2 separate regions of the Hordeum vulgare genome follow, and region 1 is linked to region 2. The links are chromatin contacts, called in public Hi-C maps. All regions are on one chromosome and are shown on one strand. The core of a region is the stretch at or near the end of the contact, and the rest is flanking DNA. Distances in the headings are between cores, read along the strand shown. Region 1 holds the start of LOC123448202 (translation initiation factor IF-2-like). Region 2 holds the start of LOC123448200 (protein ZINC INDUCED FACILITATOR-LIKE 1-like).

Evidence for each region. A called contact is a pair of places that touch in the nucleus more often than the background predicts.
Region 1: a contact with region 2 is called in a Hi-C map of seedling, with 4 times the contacts expected there. The contact joins the promoter of LOC123448202 here to the promoter of LOC123448200 in region 2. A contact is called at or near these places in 3 of 6 Hi-C or Micro-C datasets (leaf and seedling).

The regions. Positions count from the first base shown.
Region 1 is chr4H:148,391,779-148,396,077 of MorexV3_pseudomolecules_assembly, reverse strand. It overlaps LOC123448202 (translation initiation factor IF-2-like), which reads right to left and starts at 2,900. Exons shown (of 2, transcript XM_045125018.1): 1 at 421-2,900. The coding sequence starts at 1,345. The coding sequence ends at 503. LOC123448201 (protein ZINC INDUCED FACILITATOR-LIKE 1-like) reads left to right here. Exons shown (of 17, transcript XM_045125017.1): 12 at 4,231-4,299.
Region 2 is chr4H:148,190,901-148,195,719 of MorexV3_pseudomolecules_assembly, reverse strand. It overlaps LOC123448200 (protein ZINC INDUCED FACILITATOR-LIKE 1-like), which reads left to right and starts at 3,299. Exons shown (of 17, transcript XM_045125013.1): 1 at 3,299-3,609. The coding sequence starts at 3,417.

The DNA.
Region 1 (4,299 bases), core at 1,651-4,150, 200 kb before region 2:
CAGCGGGCCGGGGGAGGCAGACCTGGGACCGACCCACGTACCACGCGGCGGGTCTCGGTGGGGTTGAGCCGGGTGGGAGGGCGCCCCCTGGGCTCCCGGATAGAGGGGAGCCCAACTATGGGCGTCACGGTCCCATCCACAACCGGGGGTGCAACACCATCCCTGGTCTCTCTATGACCAGGTACGGGGTGCACCGTGGGGGGGGGGGTGCCCGCGCAGCAAGTACACGGGCTTCCGCCAGCGCCCCCTCAAGCCTCTCTTTCGCACACAAGGCGAAGATCTGCTCAAGAGGGGGACATTTTTCTCCTCGGAACACAATGCCACTATTTGCAGCCACTTCAGCCAAACGGGGAACCATATCGCTAGAGAGCACAGAGAACCTAGAACCAGACTGAGAGGGAGGAAGAGGGGAGGACGTACCCGAAAACAGATCACGGGCTGCAGCACAGCAAGCCGCCAGCTCAGGGATCGTCGGGATGCGGCTATCCTGAAGGATCCGGGACTAGCTGATCCGCGTGCTCTGTCGCGCCGCCACCACGAGGGAGGCGCCCTCACGTGGCCTCGAGCGTGGTGCGGGGGGGGGGGGGGGGGTCTCAGACACCCAGCCAGGGTGGACGACCATAGGAGGGCCTGGGTCCGGGGACCCCAAGGTCGGGGAAGGAGGGGACCCCGGAGAACGCGAGTAGCAGACCACCCCAGGCGAGCGCAGGGAGGAGGCAGGGCACACCTCCATACCCACACTCACCTCCTCCTCGGCGGCGACCACCAGGCGGTCAGAGACAGGGAGGGCCATCCCAGTGCCTACGGCCGCCTTCGGCACCAAAGCCACCACGGGGGTACTCTCCGCGGGCCCCGACGGTCCAGCGGGCGCAGTGTCGGGGTTGCGCTGACCATCGGACGGTTCGGGCAGAGCCCCTCCAACATCCTCATCGCCCTCGGAAGACGAACCCTCCTCCGAAGATCCCTCCTCGCCACCAAGCCCCCCATCGCCAGGGGCTAGGCCAGCCAGGGCCGAATCCAGCGGGTCCACGAGGGTCGGGGACTCGAGCTCGAAGGTGAGGCGCCTGCCCTTGGACCCGAAGTAGAAGACCAAGGACATGCCATCGATCTCAGCGGGAGCCGGGCAGAGGATCTCAATGCGGGCGGGAGCATCATCCTCAAATGATGCCAGGTCGGCGGTGATCAACTTGCCCATCGGCTCGGAGATAGCTTTCAGGATGTGGGTAAGCTTGCCACCCCGCGGAGCCACGCTGCCTCCCCTTGGGAGGCCATATACGAGGACCCACACCTTCTCCAGGGGCGGGACGGGGTCAGGTTCTGCCGCCGCCGCCTGCACGGAAATCATGAACTTGTTGATGGGACAGCGGATGAGGTCATGTGAGCAGACCCGGAGTAGCTTGGCCGAGGGAAAGGGTGCCGAGAAGACGAGGGGGGCCGTCTCAGTCACCTCCCAGGCGAACTCGGAATCACGAAAGTCGCCAATGTAAGCCGCGAGCTCAGCCCGGATGAGGCCAGCCGAGATCAACAGCCCCTCCGGGATGACCTACTCGGAAGCCAGGGTGACCGTCGCCAGGTGAGGCCGAGCCGGCTCCTCCTCAATCTCCGCATCCACGAAGTAGAAACTCCCACGCTCAGCACCATACCCAAGGTATGCGAGGGTCGTGGGGCACTGCGGGGGGCCTCACACTCCGAGCGGAAGTGACCTGCGCATCCGCAGTTGATGCACATCGTGTCCTCACGGGAGCGCTGGCGACTAACCCGCGTGGCGGGAGGGGGGGGGGGTCCAGAGCCTCCTGTTCAGGAGCCCCCGACAGGGTCAGGCACCCAGCACCCGCGAGAGTAGCAGCAGCGGCCTTCTTCTTCTTCGACTTCTTCTTCTTAGTCGGGGCCGGGGCGGGCAGAGGGGCGCCAGGCGGGACCTCGGGGGACACGCGCCTGGGAGGCCCGTCATCCCGGCGCTAGTCCGCACCCTCCGCCCGAGAGGTGCGCCAGTCAGAGCGGCGATCATCATCGCTGCGCCGCACATGCGGCCCGCCCCGCCGGTCCTCCCAGCGATGGTCCTGACGATCCCGCCTCCAAGTGGGCGCCGAGGTCCGGTGAGCAGGGGCACGGGCAGGGGGAGTGCGAGGAGCATGCGCGTCCCGAGGCCGAGAAACCGGAGGGGGGCGCGCCACCAACTCAGCCCGAAGGGCCGCTTCCCGGTCCACATCAGACCTCACACTCCGAATGTCCCCCGACGAGCCCGGCAGCGGCAGGCGGGGGTCCCGGTCCGGGTGGGGGTGGCGGAGGGAGGTTCCGGAGTAGTATTTCGGGGACCTCCCTAGCCGACTGGTACCCACGCGGCCGGAACTTGACGAGCCAGCGCCGGCACCCCCATCCGGGGCGAGATCACGGGAGAGGCCGCGGGCTGGGAGAGCTGGTCGGCCGGACTGGCCATCCCCAGCATGACGGGTCATCAGAGCCTCCCGGTAGGAGAGCCTTAGAGAGGGGCGGACGGGAGCAGGGGGCGGCCGACCGTGCACAGGGGAGTCGGCCGCAGCGTAGTCCAGCCGCGCGCCAGAATGGCGCCTGCTGGCTGTCGGAGGGAGGCAGGCGCGAGCGAGGGCGGGGCGCACACAACTTGGGCAGGAGAAGCCGACCGAGGAGCCGGGCGCACAGGGGAATGAGGTTGGGCGACAGAACGAGGAGGCGGCGCTCGGGTCGGGGGGGGAACCCTAATCCCGCGCCTGGCCGGCCTCCCCTGTCCTGGGCCTCGACGCGGTGGCTGGGGTGGGCCCTTGTGGGCCTCAGCCCACCTCTGTTTAACCCGCGCCAGAGCGTGCAGTGCGCGGCGGGAGGCCCAAGCAACCTCTTTGGCCGAGATGGGTCGTGGTCTGCTCCGTGGGGGCCAGAGAGGGGGATAGCTGCCCAACGACCCGCCGGTCTGCCCGAATCGGTAGGGCACGGGGGAGGGAGCACCGCCCGGGCGCCACCCGTCGCCGGCACCGGCGTCGCCGCCGCGCAGGGGGGCAGGGTACCGATGCCAGGCCGGGCCACGCAGGCGCCATCCCCGGCGGCCACCACGGGGGATAACCCGGGCGGCACACCGGCAAGGGGCGGGCGGGGGGGGGGGGTGTCATCGGGGAAGGCCAGCGTCCTGACGCCGGAACCCGCCGCCCGACCACCTTCGCCGGCCGCCGGCGGGCAGGTCGCGCCGCGGCCAGGAAGAGGCCAAGCTGCGGAGGTGCCAGGGAGACAGGCATCTCCAGCCGGCCCTCCCCCTCCGAAGACTGCTCGAGCTCGTCGGCATCTAGCTCCTCAGCCCAGTCCGCCCAGCGCCTCGCCGACAGGGGAAAGCGGAGGGAGGGCGCCGCCGACAGGGCTGGCGGGGGCACAGGGTCCATGCGGCACGCTGGCCGGGCGCTGTAAGAGAGCCACTCAGGCCGTCAGTCCTTCATGGCCGCCAGTCCGCCGCAGGGGGAGAGCGCCCTCAGTCGCATGCTGTCTCTTCTACCGTCAACCCTGCCAACCCTTTCCTTTCAGTCTGCTAATGGTAATAATTTCCATCTGTGTTAATATGGAATCTTCTCATCGTCTGTTCAAATGTTCTATCAGCCGAGAGTAATCAACTCAGTTAAAACTTAAAAGTAATGATTTGGGCCCAGCATGAGCTTTAACTGTTAGACAGAATGGGAAATGGCCAAATCGATTTTCTCTATGCAGTGAGAGAGATATGCATCATAGCCCTCATGGTGGATCTGAAACTCTTTACACCCTACTCAAACTGAAGGTTTATCTGAAACATTGATTTGAGAACATGAAGCCGATATTGTTCTCTAATTTGGGGCTTTGTGAAGAAATCTGCCAATGGAATGTCTGTTGGAACATATTGGGATCGAACGAATAGTTGACTATTGGCAGTGAGAGCGCATGAATGATGCTTCCATGATTAACGGATCATTGAAAATGTGAATAGGATAATTATATTATCACAAAGGAGAGACACGGAGGCATCACATAAAACACCAAAAGCCATCGAAGCCATAAATTTTCTGATGTGGCAGTGGCAAGGGGCTCAAGGTTCATTAAAATTCGATGCATTATTAATCATATTTCACTAACATTGTACACAGTGAGTAGCATCAATGTTAAGTTCTTTTTCTCAAGCATATTCCTTGGTATTCATTTTCCCCTTCAGTAGAACGAGCCTTCTATGGTAACAACACGGTCAGTATTGTATGTCCATTTCAGGTGGCAGTGTGCTTGTGTATCAAATGTTCATATACCCACGCATCAATAAAATTCTTGGACCGATCAAAT
Region 2 (4,819 bases), core at 2,050-4,549:
CATGAACTTAATACACTAGATGCATGCTGGATAGCGGTCGATGTGTGGAGTAATAGTAGTAGATTCAGGCAGGAGTCGTTCTACTAATCTTGGACGTTATGCCTATATAATGATCATTGCCTGGATATCATCATGATTATTTGAAGTTCTATCAATTGCCCAACAGTAATTGTTTTCCCGCCGTTTACTATTTTTCTCAAGATAAGCCACTAGTGAAACCTATGCCCCCCGGGTCTCTTTTCATCATATTTGCCTTTGCGATCTATTTTCCTTTGCTTTTATTTTCAGATCTATTAAACCAAAAATACAAAAAATACCTTGCTGCAATTTATTTGTTCCGTTATCCTATCTACCACTTTTACCTCACGTTATTTGCCTATCTTGAGGCGCCGTATCCGAAAGGGATTGACAACCCCTTTAACACGTCGAGTTGCGAGTATTTGTTATTTGTGTGCAGGTGCTGTTTACATGGTGTGAGGAGGTTCTCGTACTGGTTCGATAACCTTGGTCTCATCACTAAGGGAAATACCTACCGTCGCTATACTGCATCATCCCTTCTTCTTTGGGGAAATACCGACGTAGTTCTAGCAGACATCAACATCGGCTACGACAAGCTTCGGTCCATGGTGGTCCAGGTGCTCCAAGTGGTTGTGGGCTCGGAGAGGGTGTCTAGGATGTTCATCGGAGAGTGGAGACGGGAGGACTCGGGGAGGTTTGCGGTGGCCGTAATTAACCAGCGCGAACCTAGGTCATAGGCGGGGCTCGGGGGTGTCTACGACGGTAGTCTGACGGCCTCAGGTGTCGCGGTCTTGGGCAAAAGAGAGAGGGGGTCGGGGATTCTTATAGGGCACGATGGCTGGGGTTGGCGGGTACGAGGAGCACACTGTCGCGGAGGCCGTGGCCACGACGTGCATCGGGTCGTGGCACGGTTAGCGCAGAAGGTGAGGGACAACCCTGACGTGCGGGCCCCGCACATTAGCGAGCGAGCGAGCGAGAGAGAGAGAGAGAGGTGCGCGGTGGGCTGGCTTGGTTGGCTTGGCCTTTTCTTTTTCTTGTGTTTTCTATTTTTTTGTTTCTCTTTTTCTATCTTTTTCTAAATTCAAATGTAGTTTGGATTTGAATTTCTTTCAAAAACAAACTTGCCCTAATTTTGAAATGGAATATTTAGAAATGTTTGAACATTTCTTTTGCGCAAATTAGGAATATATTTTCTACACTTATTTATACTATTTGAATTTGAATTTGATCGCAAAACCAAATTTGTTTCAAATCCACTATTAGGAAATGACAAAAGGTCTAGGTCATCATTTGGTCTTGTGGACTTTCATTTCCTGCCAAGTGGTTTGCAAAACTAGATTTGGAATTTCTTCCTTTTGATTTGTTCTGATTTTCAATCAAATCAATCAATTTTGTTTTTAAGGAAAATACTTTATTTGGCTTGGTTATTCTTGGGGCTTATTTGATTTTTTTGCCGAAGAATATTTCATTGTTTGGGGTTCCACCTAGTGGTTATGTATGTTGTCACTATTTGCACTGGGCTTCAACCCTTTTGATCAAGCAATCCAACAATTCTGGCTAGCAATCAATCAAGCAGGGTTTTATTTTGGAAAATTTTAAATCCCTGTGAATTTTTCAACATGCCAAATTCTGGGAAAATCTGGGATGTGACATTGCTTGCACTTGAGTATTGCTCCTTTTTCAAACTATCACCGGAAGCACACTTTTTTCTTTCATCCGGTGCCCTCAACTTTGGTCCAATATGTAGATCACCATTTGCATTCCGAGGACCTGGAGTAAGGCAATACAAATCTGGATGACCAAGGCGGCCACAGGAAAAGCAGAAGTGGGGCAATTGTTCGTATTGTATGTCGTACAAATCCATCTTTTTTCTCTTAGCTGAATCTATCAATATCCATCGTCTGAGTGGTTTGCTAACATTAATCAGACACGGGCCCAAAGGTAGCCACTCACATGATCAAACTGAACAGATGTTGCATTCTTATCAATATGTTTAGCTATCAACTTCCCCCATGAGTAGGTTATAGGGAAGATTTGAGACCCTAGCCCATAAATTGAGCCGATAAAACAAGACTTCATTCGGCCTCATATAGTCTTCAAACTCAGCCAAGATGACTGCTTTTTTGCTGACATGCCATGGAGATGCCTCCGAGAATCTTTGTCCCTCTATGTTTCAAACTCAGCCACCAAGTATTCTCCCCCATCGCTCTGAACTAGAGACCTATAGGGTTACCCCACTTCGGTTGAAGCGCTGAGATGGTATCTTTGTCCCTCTGTGTTTCAGACTCAACCACAAAGTATTCTCCCCCGTCGTTGTGAACCGGATACCTCTAGGGTTACCCCACACCGACCGAAGCGCTCCTGAGATGGTCCGGATATGCAAAAGATTGGGGTGTAGCACTCTCCCAGCCAGGAGCCACTTTGTCAGTTTCCCTTCTTCTGTGTCGTCGATCACCAATGGAATTGCCTTCTTATCATGGATCCCAAGTTTCCCGAGCGCCTCCTCCAAACGAACCCTAGCAGCCCGAGGAGAGCTGGGGCCCGAGTCGCGATGTGCATCGCTGGGCAGTGTCAACATCGCCCACGAAGTCCAGGACCACCTCGTCGTTCAAATCCGACGAGCGCCGTCACTTTCGCTCGAAACCCTAATCGCGAGAGAGGTTTTAGGTTTTTGCGGAAGGAGTAACGAATAAGCCAAGTAGGTTGGTATAGGGTAGGTATAGAGGTATAGAAGAGAGAAAGAAAACAGTTTGGTGTACATGTAAGTCCTATTTATGGTCTTCTATTCCAAATGGAGACCTGGTGTTGCTCATTTCCTCTTTTTCTTAAACACGGTGCAAACACAACCGTTCATATGCACGCGCATACACTCACATCTATGAACGCCGGGTACACACCTTATCTCTATGAGGCTATGAGCACCTCCGAGAGATTGAGCCGATATATCATCTTAAGATTCATGAAGTCATCGTAGGCGTCTTATCGTTGACAGAAACATCTTCTTTCATTAAAAATATATCGTCAAAAATCATAAAGAAAATTCATAAATAATGCGAGTTGCTTTGCTCCGTTGCACAACAAAGGTTTGGTTGGTATTCGAACGTCAAAGAAAAATAGAGAGAAAGAGAGAGAAGAGGTTTGGTTGGTATTATACGTTGGTCGATCCGATTTTGTTTCTCTCTTCTGGGTGACGGATCTGGTCGGCATGGCTACTTGAAACTTGATCGCCACGGAAGCAAAGCGAAATAAATTCTCACCCATCTCAAGCACGTGCAGCTTCATACGGATCATTGTTGGGTTCGCATTACTACATATAGCCTCGCTCCAAACAACCTCCCTTCCCCACCCCTTCCTCCCTCCCTCCCTAGTTCACAGAGACCACAGCCGCAGCCGTAAATATGGAGGAGCAAAACCGCAATGGGCGGGCCGCGGCGGCGGCAGAGTCGTCGGTGCCCTTGCTGGAGAAGAAGGCCGGCGCCGTGTCGTACGTGGATGGGTGCCCCGGCTGCGCGGTGGACCGGAGGAAGGCGGCGAACCCGGGCATCCCCTACGGCACCTTCATCTACGTCTGGACCGTCACCCTCTGCACCGGTCAGTACTCCCTCGATCACCACCACTGTTCACCCCCAATCTCCGCCCTGATTTTTTATTAATTATTAATTGGTGCATCAGCGCTTGGTTGCCCGCTTGATTTTATTTCATTTGATTTGATTCGACCAGCTTGTCGCGTGTACTAATAATAATTAACTGAATGGGAGGGTTTTAACCAGAAGAAATCAGGGAGAGTTGGTGCAGCAAGGGAACCGATAAATTCACCTCCACTACAACATTGGGACCATATAAACATAGGTTGGAATAGCGTCCTTTATCATAGATGTCAACCCAAGTAGGTACTCCATCGAATTGAATTGAATGGAATCCAAATTCAGTGTGCCCAAACAGTTGCAATTTTACCTCATCGTTTCCAGTCGAAGGCACACAGAAAAGAAAAGAGTAAAGTGCATTATGGGTCCTATGATTTGGTTTGAATTTCCAGTCGAGGACCATAATTTGATTGAGTAACTAGTCACCGTCATACTGCTATCACGGAGCAGTACTATGATTTGCTTGCCAAGGTGCAAGTAGGCAAAACACGCACGCACTCATTTGTAACTGTCCCAATCACAGGATCCCATCCAAGTTTGTTTATTAGTGTACATACAAGGTCTGATAGGATCCACAGTGAGTGGGACCTCACTCCCTAAAATACGGGCCGAACAGTATTACAACCTCACGCTGTAAAAAAAACGGCTACATTACACACACGCACAAAAAAAAACCCCGGCTTACATTAGTTACGGAGGGATAGTATTTGTAGTTAAAACAAAGGTCAGAAATTACCTTGACGTCTTCCATCTAGCTTGTTGTTTCAAACTTTGGTGAAGCACCATCTCATCCAGAGACATATATTTTCAGAATTCCATGTTTTTATTGAAATTTTCCAAATTCTTTCTTTATTTCTTGTACGCTCCAACAAGCAAGTTATCCCTTGTTAGTTTTTTCTTAAACAAGTGTAGGTATTCCTTTCATTTTTCCATGAACCACGGTGTTGTGTATATAATCAATTCGCTTTTCGATAGCCTCCCATCAGCTGACCACGTGGGACAGAACATACTGTGCGCTACTAATTTAGCAACCCAGCTAATATGTCAAGATAAATTACAGCTGATTAGCTCACTAGTTGACTGGAGTTCAGAAAATATATCATAGTTTGACCAGGTTGTCGCATGTACCAACAATTAACCTAATCAGAATGTTTTTA